2 separate regions of the Mus musculus genome follow, and region 1 is linked to region 2. The links are chromatin contacts, called in public promoter capture Hi-C maps. All regions are on one chromosome and are shown on one strand. Each heading gives the region's core, a stretch centred on a gene start, on an enhancer-like site or on the middle of the called end of the contact. The rest is flanking DNA. Distances are from core to core; before and after follow the strand shown.

Region 1 (2,700 bases), core at 61-2,560, 950 kb after region 2:
TATCCTCAAGGTTGCTGTTTCCTGAATTCAGACTGTTTTATCCCCCCAGTTCTTAGTTCACTCTCCTCAAACAGGTCTTCCCTAGCCACCCTATCTACACACACACATTCCCTCTTTTGACTTTTCTCCTTAGCATAAATTTATCACCATTATCAACATATAGTTTGGCTATTTGTTGGCTGTCTTTCAAACCATAAGTGTATGAGAACAGAATCTGCGTCAGTGATTTAGTGTCACACACCTGTTGTATCCTAAGGGCAGCCAGCAATGTTCTAAAATACAGTTGGCATCCAACAAGTAATAAATAAATAAACAGATGAATGCATAGGATGTGCTAACGTGCTAATCAAACTGAGTCCTCTCACTAGCCAGATCAACTCCAGACCATTTAATGTCTTTAAAGATTATATTCCTTTATTTAAAAAAAATGGGGTTAAGGCTCTTTGTCCTATAAGATTGTTGAGAACATTAAGTAAGTTAACCCATGTCAAACTAAGCACTCTTCCGGCCTAGCAGCCATCTCAATAAGCCGCACTGGTGCTTTATTAAACGTTACTTTGGGATGTTTGTTGAAGACGGGGTCTCGCTATGTAATCCAAGTTGTCCTGAACTCGCTATTATATAGACCTGGCTGTCCTCGAATTACCAGCAATCCTCCTGCCACAGCCTTCCCAGATGCTGGGATTACTACCATTACTCCAAGCTAATGGGCCTGCGTTTGAACTCCTGAACACGCGTAATAAAGGGGAAAACGCAATGGAAACGTTAAGTGAGTGCTTTGCCTTTCATAAATCAACCTTATTGGCCGATCTCCAGCTGAGTCCGTTTAGAAAAGAATCTTAGCTCCCGGTCCCGTACTTCTGGAGAGAGCAAAGAACTTGCTGGGATGGCTCACGTCATTAATCGGAGGATTCAGGAGGCAGAAGCACACGGGCTACCGGTAGCGAATCCGAGGCCAGTTAGGGCTAAAGAGTGAGAGCCCTGTCTCAAAACAAACAGATCATAACTATAGAGCTCCCTGAAATTGGGTTGTTCCCATACCTTTGCACATGCCCTCTGCACCATCCCACTCCTTACCTTTCTCTGTCACCACGAAGCACTGCTTCACCGGACCCACCTGACTGAACAGCTCTTCCAGCTGATCGCTGCGAGCCGAGGGCGGGAGACGGCCCACGAATAAAGTCAGACCGGCCATGAGACCGAGAGACAAGCGCGTGAGGCTGCGAGCACCTCACGCCGGCGCGAGCGAGGGCTGGGATGAGCTCTGGCAGGAAGGCGGTGCCGAGTTGCCGGGAAATTCAGGAAGTCCTCTTTGCTCAAAAGAGTCCGGGAGGAAACGCAGACTGGAAGGAATAGTTCCGGAAAGAAAAAGAAAAATGACGTCCTGGGGGCGGAGCTTCTTGAACGACGGTCTCTGTGCAGTCCCAGCACCGCCCCCGCCACTGGGGGAAACTTGACATCAACAGCTTAAAATTCTCTTAAAATCTTTCATTTAGGAACTCGACCCCAAATTCACCAAAGCAGGCAGAAGTCATTTTCCCCCTAAGCCTGCCCTCATCTGACATAGAGTGGGTGTTCAATAAGTTTTTTTCTGAAGAGTTGCCACATATCACGCGGGGGGAAAAAAACACATATGCAAAACGTCATAGACACAAGCATGTAACATACATAATTTGAACTAGTCACATGTCCTCAGAAAACATGAGACAAACTGTCACTTGGCCGCAGAGACAAATTGTATCTACTAAAATCCCCAGAGAACAAATACTACGTACGAAATCATATTTTCAATTCTTACTGATTGAGCTCCTACTTATATATTAGGAGTAAAATTCATTGCCGAAAAAAAAAGACATGGTCCCTGCCGTCATATAAAATAGAGTCCAGAGTGAGAGACAGACGTTTATTTTTAAAATCTTACAAAATCTCTGCAAGATCACATCAGAGCACACGGAAGCCAAACATAACACCCAGCTATATGCACAGACCTAGGATGCACTGCTGCCCAGAGACAGAAGATCTTCATTTATGTCTGTTTATCAGACAGACTGGAGGCTACCCACAGTGTTTAACACTCAGTGGGCTTCACTGTCTGTCTTACATGGAAAAATGCTGTGCTTGCAGAATGCCTAGCTGCAAAAAGTACCCTAGGCACTTTTAAAGTCTTTACTTTTAAGTTACAACAGCTCAGTAGGTAGAAAACACCACAAAAGATGAAAGGCACAGTGAAAATCCCCAAGAGTTATCCACATTCAATATAATGGATGGACGGATGGATGGATGGATGGATGGATGGATGACGTGTAGGTAGTAGTGGTGGGAGGAATGTGCTAAGCATGAAATTTATGAAGTCCTAGTAGGCTTCAAATAATTAATATGTGCTTTTAGAAAAAGAACCCCCACCACAGTTATATTTTAAATAGATAAATCAGAAGAAAAGGCACTGAAATACAAAACAGATTGTCAAGGCTACCATAAAGTCGATCCTATCTTACATAAAAAGTAAAGTGGGCAAAAGAAGTAGAATCTTTTAAACAAAATTGGTTTGGAATTCCACATCCTCCTCAAGAATCAAATTCTAAGTGGGGCAGTGGTGGCGCACGCCTTTAATCCCGGCACTCGGGAGGCAGAGGCAGGCGGATCTCTGAGTTCGAGGCCAACCTGGTCTACAAAGCAAGTTCCAGGACAGCCAGGGCTACA
Region 2 (2,734 bases), core at 64-2,563:
TTGGAAATTGAACAGGTTGGTTGGTTTCATGATTTCTTCTTAAACGAAATCCGTTGTTACAGTCTGGCTAGAGCAAGACAGAAGTTACCTATACCCAGGGTTGGATATTTTTTTGCTAGAAAAATAATTTCGAAGAAACTGAGGTTTGAGAGTGCTGAGAGAATTTGCATTTCGAGGCATGATTACGATAATAGACTGTAGAATCTGGGCTAGTCAAGGAAATAGAGCCAAGACATGGCCTACTCAACAGTAGAAAAATGAGGTCAGCAAACAACTCAGGATAGGAAGGTGGTGGTCAGAGACTGGAATGTCTGATGTGTCAGTTCAGATCCTAGCAGCAGACACCAAGACAAAGGTCACTGTGCAGCAGTTGTGTTGAGGGGACACCTGAGAAAGACAAAAGAAAGCAAGAGGAGAGCAGAGATCTTGAAGAAGCCATAACGCAGGTCTGACATACCTAGGAAAGGCTAGAGGGGATACAGACTGAAGCCGGGAGTTCTAAGGAAGCTGTGGCCAGGAGTTGAAGGGTCCCCAATAGCTCACTGAGGGACCATGAATGTCACATGATTGGGCCATCACGACTTTAACTGTGACCAGTCACTGGGAATAGCCCAAGAGAAGTAAGACATCCATGTATAGCCTGGGACAGAGGGCCTGGGAAAAAAAGAGGGGCTAAGCCAACAAGCCTTCCCGGAGCAGCTATGGAAAGGCACGGTCCTGTGGTCACCGGCGACAATATTCTAGAGAGGATCCCGTTTCTAAGGATGGTGAGTTTAGGATGACGAGTCCTTGGAAACAAGGACTAATTCCACAGGGAGCAATGGCTATTGGCGATAAAGTTACAGGAAGGGGAAAGCCTGACGCTTGAGTTCAATTATAGATGTGCATGATACAACTCTGGGTTGTATCATGAATTTGGACCATTAGAATCTTCTGGCAGATGGGAGTGGGAGGTGGAGCTTGATGAGAGCTTAATGAAGAAAACGATGCTGGCTTTGAAGAACTAATAATGGAAAGAATCTGAAAGGGAACAGAGAGTAGTTACAAGAAATAGGGAAACGGAATCATGTGCGGTGAGGTTTTTAAAGAAGCCGGGGATTTTGCAGGCGGGCTGAAGAAACGCATCGCACGGAGCAAGGAGTGGCCCGGCGTCCCGCGTGGCAGAGCAGGCTGCGGCAGCAGCGGGGGGCGAGCTGAGGCGCTCCGACCAGCGACGACGACGCCGAGGCGGCCGTGGATGCAGACGACCTGGGCGCCCGAGGTACGGCGGTGCGCGCGGCCGCGGGAGCGCGCGGCGGCGTCACGGGGCGGCTGACCTGCCGAGGGCGCGCGCCGCGTGCTGGCGCTCCCTGGCGGCGCCGCGGAGCTTGGCGCGGCAGCTGGAGGCGGCCTGGCGCGTGGTGACGGCGCCCGCGGGCGGACGCAGGATGGCGGCGCTGCGGGGCGACGGCTTCGCCAGGCTTCGGCCCGCACGGGCGCAGCGAACCCCAGGGAAGAAAGACAAAGACACGCCGGTTAGCAACGGGCGGGAACCGCGCAGCCCGGGGCCGAGGCGCCGCGTCCCCACCCCGCACCCTTCAGGTAAAGCTGCGCCCAGGAGCCCGGCACCCCGCGGCACTCCACAACAGGCAGGGTTGCAGGCATCAAACCCCAGGTAGCTGATAACCCCTGACCCAGAAAGTCTTTTAAAAAATGTTCCCTTAAAGCATAACTACAAAATTTCAAAGAGTGTCCACTGCAACATAATAGAAAATGGGGAAAGAAGAGGAAGAAAAATTGGAAAATGTTCATCTCCAAACATAAAGTATCATAATCTTATAGCACAAACTAACTTGCTAATAAGATGTTGTGAAATACAGTCCAACAATATGAAAAAGCAGTCGAGGAAAAATTCCATTTCACCAGCATTTGCAGGGTATGAGGGTATGTATGTACTTCAGTATTCAGAGAACACAAATTTAAACGTGATGGAGAAAAACCACAACAGTGTGTTGTTACCTTTCGGTACTTCAGATAGTCTTTATTTTCATTTTATTTGTAATTTCCAAATTTACACAATAAATGTATTTTACTATTAGAATAAAAAGTTAATGACTTTTTACTTTCGTCCCACTTATGAATTTATAAAGCTAATGTTTTCTAGGGTAGCAGAGGGGTAGGCATAAAGAGCTTTTAAGGAATGGGTTCGACGACATGGCTTGTCTTTACTCTAAGCGCTGTATAAATCACAATATTTCAGAGTATTTTGTCCCGTAAACTTTTAACAGTGAATCAAAAGCACTGTCTTTTATAAAATTATACTTCATCTTATTCAACTCATTTTTACTTGAGGAAAATAAAAGTTTTCTGGTCTTTTTGCAAAGTTAATTTCAACTTATAATTAATATGGACTTGGGAGCACGGTATACTAAAAAACAGAAAAACCTCCCATGCTTTTGGAGCAGACATTTTAGTGAACGCCAGTGTTTCAGTTTCTGTAATGGTTTCTACTGAAAGCACTCAAACTGAGAAAGAATAAAGGAACTATTAGCTAAATATGGATCTTTTAGTTATAATGCATTTTATAACTAAATGAGCAAATGACTAAATGGAATAATTTTGCTAAATTATTCCAGGAATCTGCACATGGGATAATAACATAGACAAGTGCCCAGGGCTTTGTTATCAGATAGAAAATCCATTGTAATATAAGCTTCAAAAATATTTTAAACTAAAGCAACCTCAGTTGTCAGAT

The links. Promoter capture Hi-C pulls out the DNA fragments that hold promoters and counts their contacts.
Region 1: a contact with region 2 is called in a promoter capture Hi-C map of pre-B cells, with 2.8 times the contacts expected there. The contact joins the promoter of Rbm28 here to the promoter of 6530409C15Rik in region 2. A contact is called at or near these places in 2 of 39 promoter capture datasets (cranial neural crest and pre-B cells).

What each region holds. Positions count from the first base shown.
Region 1 is chr6:29,163,414-29,166,113 of GRCm38.p6, forward strand. Rbm28 (RNA binding motif protein 28) reads right to left here and starts at 1,311. Exons shown (of 19, transcript NM_133925.2): 1 at 1,078-1,311. The coding sequence starts at 1,195.
Region 2 is chr6:28,214,186-28,216,919 of GRCm38.p6, forward strand. 6530409C15Rik (RIKEN cDNA 6530409C15 gene) reads left to right here and starts at 1,314. Exons shown (of 4, transcript NR_165173.1): 1 at 1,314-1,581. It also overlaps a transcript of Zfp800 not described here.